2 separate regions of the Mus musculus genome follow, and region 2 is linked to region 1. A link is a contact called in public Hi-C data. All regions are on one chromosome and are shown on one strand. The core of a region is the stretch at or near the end of the contact, and the rest is flanking DNA. Distances in the headings are between cores, read along the strand shown.

The links. A called contact is a pair of places that touch in the nucleus more often than the background predicts.
Region 2: a Hi-C map of epidermal suprabasal cells shows a contact between it and region 1, with 2.4 times the contacts expected there. The contact joins the enhancer-like site here to the promoter of Sec61a2 in region 1. A contact is called at or near these places in 2 of 39 promoter capture datasets (hippocampal neurons and pre-B cells), 1 of 15 datasets of contacts at CTCF or cohesin (pro-B cells), 22 of 484 Hi-C or Micro-C datasets (the AtT-20 cell line, the G1E-ER4 cell line, the HL-1 cell line and 16 more), 2 of 115 datasets of contacts at active chromatin or transcription factors (astrocytes and pancreatic cancer cells) and 1 of 9 other capture datasets (macrophages).

Annotation. Positions count from the first base shown.
Region 1 is chr2:5,893,184-5,898,290 of GRCm38.p6, forward strand. It overlaps Sec61a2 (Sec61, alpha subunit 2 (S. cerevisiae)), which reads right to left and starts at 2,249. Exons shown (of 12, transcript NM_021305.4): 1 at 2,074-2,249; 2 at 1-38. The coding sequence starts at 2,080. Gm13267 (predicted gene 13267) reads left to right here and starts at 2,281. Exons shown (of 3, transcript NR_166420.1): 1 at 2,281-2,591. It overlaps Dhtkd1 (dehydrogenase E1 and transketolase domain containing 1), which reads right to left. Exons shown (of 17, transcript NM_001081131.2): 17 at 4,877-5,107.
Region 2 is chr2:6,166,091-6,170,829 of GRCm38.p6, forward strand. No RefSeq gene overlaps it. Among named protein-coding and RNA genes, the nearest start is that of A230108P19Rik, 25 kb to the right of the region's middle. Within about 2 kb of position 2,336, at least 23 of the 459 cell types and tissues checked have an H3K27ac peak or open chromatin away from gene starts, as enhancers often do. A contact at or near this core is called in epidermal suprabasal cells, where this site is marked.

The DNA of each region.
Region 1 (5,107 bases), core at 999-3,498:
AACTGCACAGAAAGGTTTAATAACTTCTAAAAACTTGACTGTAAAAAAAAAATTTAGAGTTTAAAAATGTATCTCTGAATAATTCCAAAAACAATTTTTGTAACAGCAGTTTATCACATCCACCCAAATTAAACAATCATGATGTTCTCAAGTTCAAGTGAGTAGGTCTATAGAAGATCAAAGCTCCCAGATAGCTGTGGAGCACAGGGAAACAGCCCTGCACCGTGACTTCTTTGCTTCTTCAGGTTTAAACCCAACCCTTTTATATATGCACAACAGAAAATAATCAGATCATCACTGTATAAGATAAGCAGACATAGCTTATTACAGTACTTAGCTAATGTAGTAATTAACAAATGGTACAACAGCGGAGGGAACTTTCTGCAGGAATAGTATAGTAGGTTATGAGCTTAAACTGGAGTACTGACTCAAACAGCTTAAAGACTGCAACAAAAAAGCCAAAAAACAAAAAAGCTAGGATCACCTCCTACAGACAACCTTTTAACCTCCACATTCCCCGCTCCATTTCAGTTAGCTGCATTTCAAGGTTGTAATTCTCTAAGTAGCCATATCAAGGTACTTGCTTACACACAAGAATTGCTCAGAGAATGTCAACTACATTTCATTAAAAAGTACTCCTTTCCCAGGCTACTTCTGCAGTAAATGAAAGACAAACCAAGGTTTAGGGATAGACACTGCCTCCTACTCCGGCAGGACTCCAAAAAGGTAGAAGTAACTGATTTTGGTGATAATTTATAATTGTCATGTTTGTTATAGAAGTACATTTGGACTATTTAGAAAGTAAATCTAGGGCTGGTGAGATGGCTCAGCGGGTAAGAGCACCCGACTGCTCTTCCGAAGGTCAGGAGTTCAAATCCCAGCAACCACATGGTGGCTCACAACCATCCGTAACGAGATCTGACTCCCTCTTCTGGAGTGTCTGAAGACAGCTACAGTGTACTTACATATAATAAATAAATAAATCTTTAAAAAAAAAAAAAAAAAAAAAAAAGTAAATCTAAATTCTGAAAACATTTACCTGCAATTAAAAAAACAACAACTATGGGTCACAACACTGGGAAACTGTCTAGAATCGCCTCCCTTCCCCATCTCAGCCCAGGCTACTCTCCGAGATTTATTGCTAGTTTATGAATTACTGTACTGGCGTTCAGGATCAAAAAACGCTGTTGCGTGCCGCCATGTACTGCCTCTCCCCGTGTTGCACAATTCCATTTTTATTCACAATTCAAGGCCAAGGGTCTCTTATTTCCTTTCCAATTTTCCCCAAATGTCTACTGTTAGCCAATGGAGTGCATCGCAACGTTATCCCTTTATACACAAACATGTGAACTGCTAGGTAAAGTATCTGTGTGAAAATACATGAGGGTGAGTGATTGGGCAGGGCCCTGGAAGGATCTTATAATGCGAGGCCTCGTCCATACCTTGCGCACCAACTTACAGTTTTCAATGAACACTACAGAATGACTGGGAAGAATTAATCTAGGAAAATGCTGAGCTACTGATCACACGCCTTTCCTCCCCTAAAACGCATGCTACGAATCACATTTTTAAAAAAGGGAGACTTGGTGGGGGAGGTTATGGGGGACTTTTTGGGATAGCATTGGAAATGTAAATGAGGAAAATACCTAATAAAAAATATTTTTTTAAAAAAAGGGAGACTTATTCGTCGCAACACACCAAGGAAGCGTGATTCAAGAATAATAATTTAAAAATTAATGAGTTTCCTGAGATTCAGAAAAAGCCCAAGTGGTCCAAGCCGTGGAGTGTGCTAACTACCCCCCGCCCCCAGCCAATGGCCTCCCCGCGCCATCCTCGCTCCTCGCCTCCTAAGGGGAGCAAACCGGGACTTCTGAGTTCCCGTGACCCGCCGGGCAAGGCCTCGCTGACCCGAGGCGCCTTGGCGGGTCCCCAGCTCGCTCTGCCCGTGGCGACCCCAACGAGGCCTGCGCATCCCCCGCACCCAAGACCACCCCAAGGAGTAAGCGACTCCACTGCCCACAGCCCGAAAGGACCCGCGGCCTTCGAGGTTCGCGCTCCAGCCACCACACTCACTGCCCATGGCGGCGGCTCAGCACACCCGGCGGGCACCCGCGGCCTCGCAGCTGCCTCCGCTCCGTTCCTCACGACTCTGGCCTAGGCGGCGGAGGCTGGGGACACGCTCTGGCCGTCCCCGCACAAGCTCCGCCCACAGAGTCATGTGACATGCGCTCTAGGCTCCTCCCAGACCTAGCCTGGCCGTTGGCGGACGTCCACCGCGTTGCTATGGTCACCGTTGGCGCGGCGGCGGGGGCGGGACTGGATGGCAAGAGGCGGGGCGGCCTGCCGTGGTGGGCGGTTCTTAGTTGCTCTACTCCAGGACAAGGGTTTTCCTTTTCAAAGCTGTTTTCTAGATAAGGTTTCCTGGTCCAGGTACCCCAAGGCCTAGAGCTGAGCTACCTGAGCCAGACTTTTCTTTCCGCCCCATCTTAACTGTAACTTCTTAGACATTTGTGAAAACTGGTAATACACTGCAGACAATAGTACTTTCCAGTACTTCCCCATCTTCAAAATAGACATCAAGGCATCAAGAGGTATAAACTCTTTTATCTGTCTCTCTTTTTCAGAAAGAAACCTTTTTAGGCCGGGCGGTGGTGGCGCACGCCTTTAATCCCAGCACTCGGGAGGCAGAGGCAGGTGGATTTCTGAGTTCGAGGCCAGCCTGGTCTACAGAGTGAGTTCCAGGACAGCCAGGGATACACAGAGAAACCCTGTCTCGAACCCGCCCCCCCAAAAAAAACCCAGTAAAACTTCCAAGGTAATATAGGTAAATTAGAGAAGTTAATTTCAGACTATTTTTCCCAAATAGGAAATATATGGAAAACATAAGAAATTTGAGTAAAATGGTTCTTTCAAGGTGGTAATTTTTATTTTGCTAAGAATAATGTGATATATGGGGGGTGGGTATGGGGGACCTTTGGGATAGCATTGAAAATGTAAACAAGGAAAATACCTAATTAAAAAAAAAGAATAATGTGTCATTTTAAGCAAAATTCATTATTTTTAATATTTCAACTTACTAATTACATAACTGAAGCTCTAGTTCTCACTGAACATTAAACATGCATAATTATGGACAGCAGATAAGAAAAACTAACATTTTTAAGAGGAAAGAAAATACAGTAGTGTTTCATATGAAATAATTCAAATGTCCCTTTCTGCAACACAATTCAGAATGTGGCTGATATAAAGGTAGAAAGGCAGAAGACATTTTCATAGCTCTGTCAGGGAAAACTGTAACAAGAAATAATAAACTTGTGAGAGGCAGCATAGGAAGAAATTTAGAAAGAGCAAGACAAAAACATTTTTAAATATATTAAATTCCATCTTAGAGTTTTAATATCTTTTAATTTAAGAAACCAAAAGATAAGAGAATAAAGGTACATTATGGTTTTTTTAAACTTAAATATACACTATTATTCTTATTAAACTTGCCTTTGAAACTTTACAGATTTATATAAGTAGTAATGAAGTGACAAGATTCATAAGGCTCGGCAAAAGAAAGAAGGACTGAAGGATGCAGAAAGGAAAGGGAGGGAAAGGGTTAAAGAGATGGCACAATGATGGAGCCAGTAAGTACAAAGTACTGCAACTAATACCCAGCTGCAGACAGGAGGGGACATGTCGTAGAAAGAAAGAGGGCAAATACTAGAAAGATGCTAAATAACTGCAGCATTATTCTAAAATGCAAATAATAGTCTGGCATGGTGGTACACACCTTAAATCCCAGCACTCAGAAGGCAGAGACAGAGAGACCTCTGAGTTCAAGACCAGCCTGCTCTACACAGAGAGTTCTAGGCCAGCCAGAACTATCTCAAAAATCAAAATAAAAAAAGAAGTACATTATGAATCTATTACTATAGCCAGGACTGCCTACACATCAATGATGTAAAACATGGCGCATTGCTGGTAAAATTGGAAAGGCAATGGATGTATTCCAGCCCTTCCTATGTCCCCATAACCTTTTTAAAAAACTGTCGTAAAGTCAGAATGGTACACAGTAGATGCTCCTGAGAACCAACTCAAGGGACGTCACATAGCTACCATTTAGTTTGCGGCCAACACTAGATTCAACCTCTATGGAACCCCACGTACCTGGTTTGGGAATGTGGCTAAAACTTAATGAAATTTATAGCCCAAATATACATCATATTTGTACCTGCAGCTTTGAGAGACAAAAGTGATTAACCTGGCACTTAAATCCCTCTACCCAACACCAAAGTTAATTTAAAAATCAGAAAATATCATAGCAGCTGGGCAGTGGTAGCGCACGTCTTTAATCCCAGCACTCGGGAGGCAGAGGCAGGGGGATCTCTGAGTTCAAGGCCAGCCTGGTCTACAGAGTGAGTTCCAGGACAGCCAGCCAGGACTACATAGAGAAACCCTGTCTCGAAAAAAATCAAAAACAAACAAACAAAAAAGGAAATGTCATAGCAATATAATGGGGAAAGGGGAAATTAATAGAAAAAAAAAACCGAAGTCCACCTTAATACAGTTAATACCTCATAACTTAACATTTATTAGGGGCCAAGGCTGGAGCTCATTTGGTAGAGAGCTTGTCTACCATTCTTTTTTTGTTGTTGTTGTTTTTGGTTTTTCAAGACAGGGTTCCTCTATATAGCCCTGGCTATCCTGGAACTTACTCTGTAGACCAGGCTGGCCTCGAACTCAGAAATCCGCCTGCCTCTGCCTCCCGAGTGCTGGGATTAAAGGCTGTGCCACCGCCCGGCTGGTCGACCATTCTTGATGGATGCTCATTACCAGCGTTAACTGGGCATGGTCGCACAAGTCTGCAGTTCCAGCCCTCGGGAGGTAGAGGTAAGAAGATGAGAAGTTCAAGGTGATCCTTAGTTATACAGTGATTGTGAGGCCAGCCTGGACTACAGGAGACTGCATGGGTACAGCGTTAGACGACCATACAATCAGCAGTTAGTATTTAACAGCATTTACTTTTAAGGATAATGGATCAAACCTGAAAGAACATGAATCCAGAATGGTCTAGTTTTAGTGGTATCTGTTGGAACCTTTTGTAGAGCGGTTCTAAGATGAC
Region 2 (4,739 bases), core at 1,086-3,585, 270 kb after region 1:
GGGACCTAAGTTCAAATTCCCAGAGTGCTGAGTGTGGCCATGGACCTGTAACCACAGCACTGTGGGGGAAGCAGAAAGACAGGAGGTCACTGAGGTTTGCTACTCTCAGCCCAAGTTCAGGTTCACTGACAGAACTTGTTTTGAGGATTAAGGACAGGGCAGGACCCTCTCTGGCCCCAGGCACACATATACCCGCCCCCCCATATACACACAGACTCACGCTCAAAAAACAAAGTGACTTCAACTTGCAGATCCGTACATCCCTCTGATACTAGGATACAGCTATTTGAAAAGCGTTGAAAACAATTGGATTCAATTGTTCATCCTCCTTGGCTCTTACTAGTATGTCTCTTCTTATTCTCTAGCATACTCCCTAAACTCTCTATCCTACCCTGACTTTCACCTGCTGTAACAATTCAACTAAGACTCTCAACCAATGCTGGTCCATATTGCTCAGGCCAAACCAAGAGTCTGCAGCAACTTGCTTACTCTCTGGTAATGACCCTGGTCTCCATAAGGAAAGGAGGCAAGCCCATGGTGCCTGCCTCCTAGGTCCTGTTCTTTCAGGCCACATCTCTTGTTTCATAGTCCCCCTGGTTCCTTTAGCTATAGGACTCTGATCTCCATGACTTTTCCTGGTACATATCGATGGGGCTGTGTGGGTGTTCAGACCTTACTACCTCTGGGTAGAGTCCCTGGACAAATGGTATACCTTCTCTTGAGAAAGGATGGCTGTAGTTTGAGGGGTCATTACAATAGATGGCTGCTCTCTCTCTCTCTCTCTCTCTCTCACACACACACAGACACACTCACTCACACATACACATACCCCACACACACATAAAGAACAGGTTAATTGCTTCTCTGCCTTTTGGCTAAGATCAAGCGAAGAGCAGGTTAGAACAAGTTACAGTCTAAACTCTTTCCTTCTAGGACCTTGTCACCTCTGAATCGCATCTACAGCTTCTTCACCATCGTGACACTACTCTGGCTCTTGGCTTGGGAAGGAAACTTTGATCTTCCTTAAAGCTAATACTCTCTGATCAGCCCTCCAATAACAGGGTCGTTGTCCCTTTCCACTTACATATATGGGACATACATGCAATGAGACAGGTGTAAGTACAGGATATTCTCAGCATGATTAGTGTGATACACATATATGGTATACTTGTAGGCATCATACAAATAGCAAAAGAGAAGCATGAGGTACACTGTGCTGTGTGCAAAAAATAGAAAATGTTATTGGAGTTGTTTTGTAAAGGGGAATCTTGGAACCAGCAAGCTTTCTTCTTCTTTTTCTCTATTGTGGAGAATTGCTTTCTCGTTGTGTGTGTGTGGTGTGCGTGTGTGAGTGAGTGTGTATGTACTTATACTCAGTGGCAGTACTCAGAGTGAAGCCACATGACTTGTTAGAGCACTGTGGGAATTGGGAAGACACCTTTGTGACTGGCATGAGTGAGTACGGTCAGAAATACTGCTCTGCAGACCATGGTGCACATGTCTGTTCCTTCAACCAAGGACCGTCTGCCCCAAAGGTCCACGTTGCCGAGAGTTAGAAGCCCTGCTCTGGAATCCTCCTGCAGCGCTCACTCCAGGGTGAAAACCATGGCCATTTATTGACAGCAGGCTACAGAGGCATTGGTTCTGTCCCTAAAACCAAACTCAACAGACAATTGTTTATGAGCGTTCTCCTTCACCACGGTGGCGGCTGTCTCAAGGACTTGACTGTACAACATGCTCAGCTGGTTGTTTTTATTCTCATGACTAAAAAGCGAGTGGGCATAGAGCTCAGGGGTAGGGTGCTTGCCCACTTTATATAAGGTATTAGGTTCAGTCCCCAGTACTACCAAAGCCCAAACAACAACAAATGCCAATTTTCCCATCAAGTAACCTGAAGCAAGTTCTGCTTAAGGATTCAACCCAGAGGTAAACAACCATCGCCCTCTGCTGGAAGATTCTGTAACTGCTCCATTCAGAGTAGAGGAGCCCGGTTGAACATGCCTTTGAACATGTAATTGCCTCCAAGGGTGAGGAGAGTATTGGTTTATACAGCCAATTAATATTTTAGATAATAATCTTATTCTTTGAGATTTTCACACATTTATATAGTGTATAAATCTATCTGACCCCCCCCTTTGGCTTCATGTCTTCTTGTTGTTTATTTTAGGAGTCCAATTACTGCTACCCATCTGCATATGGGTATGGGGTCATCCCCTGGGGACATAAGCAATCTGCCAGTGACCATGCACCCAGAGGATGCACCCAGAGGACAGTGACTTCCTCTCATTAGCTGTCACCTGCCAAGAGTTCTATGTAACCACGGTTCCTTGAGCTGATGCATGCAACAGGCATGTTGTAACAGGAGTCAGGGCTCACAGCTCTCTCCTCTCCACCCACAGGCTCTTACCTACTTATCTCCCCATCTCCTTGGAAGTTTCCCGAGCCTTGGCTGGTGAGAGGGTGATACTGATAACCTGTCCAGGGCTAGACACTTGACCTTTTGACCAGTTATAGGTGTCTGCATTAACCAGTACTTACTGCAAAGGAAGCTCCCCTGGCCACAGTTCAGAGCAGCAGGAATCTGTGCATATGAACGCAGATATTTAGAAGTCAGTGTGACACTATGACTACTTAGCCAAACCACAACAGGTTTCCCCTTCGGGCCTATGATCTCCTCAGCCCTGGGCTTTTGACTAGGATTGCAGGACTTGGCAAGACTGTTGAGCAAGACTCAGATTTAGTAAGAAAGCAGCTGTATACCCCTATACAATTACACCAATGGGCATATTTTGCCAGCAGGTCCATATTGTAGCATGCAGGGTCCAGTACCAGGGAAGACATTGATTTTTTTTTTTCCTCCAAGAATCCTGTAGAGCACTTCAGGCCCTCTGTAAGCTCATTAGCAGATGCAGGGGTCCTGGCCAGTTTGAGATTAATTTTTTTTATGCCTACATTCAAAGTGGGTGACATCTTTAACAATAGAGTCTTACTATCTAGCTATGGAGGGCAACTGAGAGCAATGGCAATAGCTTATATTATTTTGGGAGCCCCTGGGGCCTCTCTGACCAATATTCATAGAGAGGTAACCATGGTTGGCACTGAGATTTTTATTTAACAACCCAGGTGTTTGGGGAGCAGTGTTGTCCACCCATGCAAGGGTACTTCTGTTCGCTTATAAACTAGTTGATTTTCACAAAGCTTCTTCACGGATCCTTAGTTTTGTCTAACCCACAACTACCCTTTTTGTTCCCCATCCATCTATATCTGCTTACACCCTTACCCTTTAGTATCTCCTGTCTCCTTTTATGGATCAGTGTTGTACTATACCATCTGACTGAGTTTCGTCTTGGGTTAGAAAACCACAGGGTTTTAAATGGCTTTTCCTTGTTCCCTTCATTTTGGTTAGGCCTTCTGCTAACATTTCATTTCTCATTCTCTCCCTCCTCTGTACTTGAATGACCAGTTTCTTTTTTAATGTAGGACTATAGGTTTATATGTTGTTCGATGGCTATTAAATATTCTATCCCTTCTCTGACAGGGCAGCATTGATGAACAAAACAATACCAAAGTTTAATGATCAGACCCAGAAGTAGATTGTAGGATGTCTTAAAAATAATTTTTATTTTGATGGGCTTCGTGCATGAAGTGCTTGTCATGTGAGCATGCTCAAGTCCCAGAATCCTCATTAAAAATTCTTTTTTGGGTTTTTGATTTTGTTTTTTCGAGACAGGGTTTCTCTGTGTAGCCCTGGCTGTCTTGGAACTCACTTTGTAGACCAGGCTGGCCTCGAACTCAGAAACCCACCTGCCTCTGCCTTCCAAGTGCTGGGATTAAAGGCATGTGCCACCACCGCCCAGTTATTTAATGAGTCTTTTGTTTACTTTTGAGATTGTATTTTAATTATAGCACTCCCCCTTCCCTCCCTCGACCCCTCTCACATGCCCTTCCCTCTTCTTATTCAAATTCGTGGCCACTGGCTTTTTATCAGTTATTATTGCATGCATATAAGTATTTGCAGATACATACATATTCCCAAATATAACCTGTCATGCATATTTTTGATAATGTGACTATGATAGGAAATGGGCTAGAGAAATGGCTCAGGAGATTGACCTAATTGAAAAGCCAACGTGGAGCCAGGAGTAAAGCCATGCCTTTAATCCCTGCACTCTGGAGGCCTGGTGAGTTTGAGGCCAGCCTTGGTCTATGAGGCAAGTTCCAGGACAGCCAAGGCCAGCACACAGAGAAACCCTGTCTCAAAAACAAAACAAAACAAAACAAAACAAAACAAAACACACACATACAAAAAAAAAAAAGAAAAAAAAAAAAGACTTCCCAGCCACACTGACTCTTCTTGGTGACTGATTGTAAATCTAGTCAAGTTGACAAGATTAACTATTTCAACTCTTCCCCTATCAACTTCACATCCAAATGCATCCATATTGTTTAATTTAATCCATATCGTTTTATTTCTGGCTTTCATACGTTTCTAGACACTTCACAATGCAAAATGGGTTTAGCCCAATTTCAAACATCCCTGTAGTCTAACAGTACCAAGGCCAAGGTCCTCCCTGATGCTCGGGGACATCTCTTAACTTCCATTTTCCAACATACTAGGATATAAAGTAAGCACCTCCATTAGGAAGGATGGGAGGATGATACTGACATCAAACACAGGCAGGTACTTGCCTGTGTCCAGCACCAGGGCTGTGGGACAGTAACATCTGTGTTCCACTGGG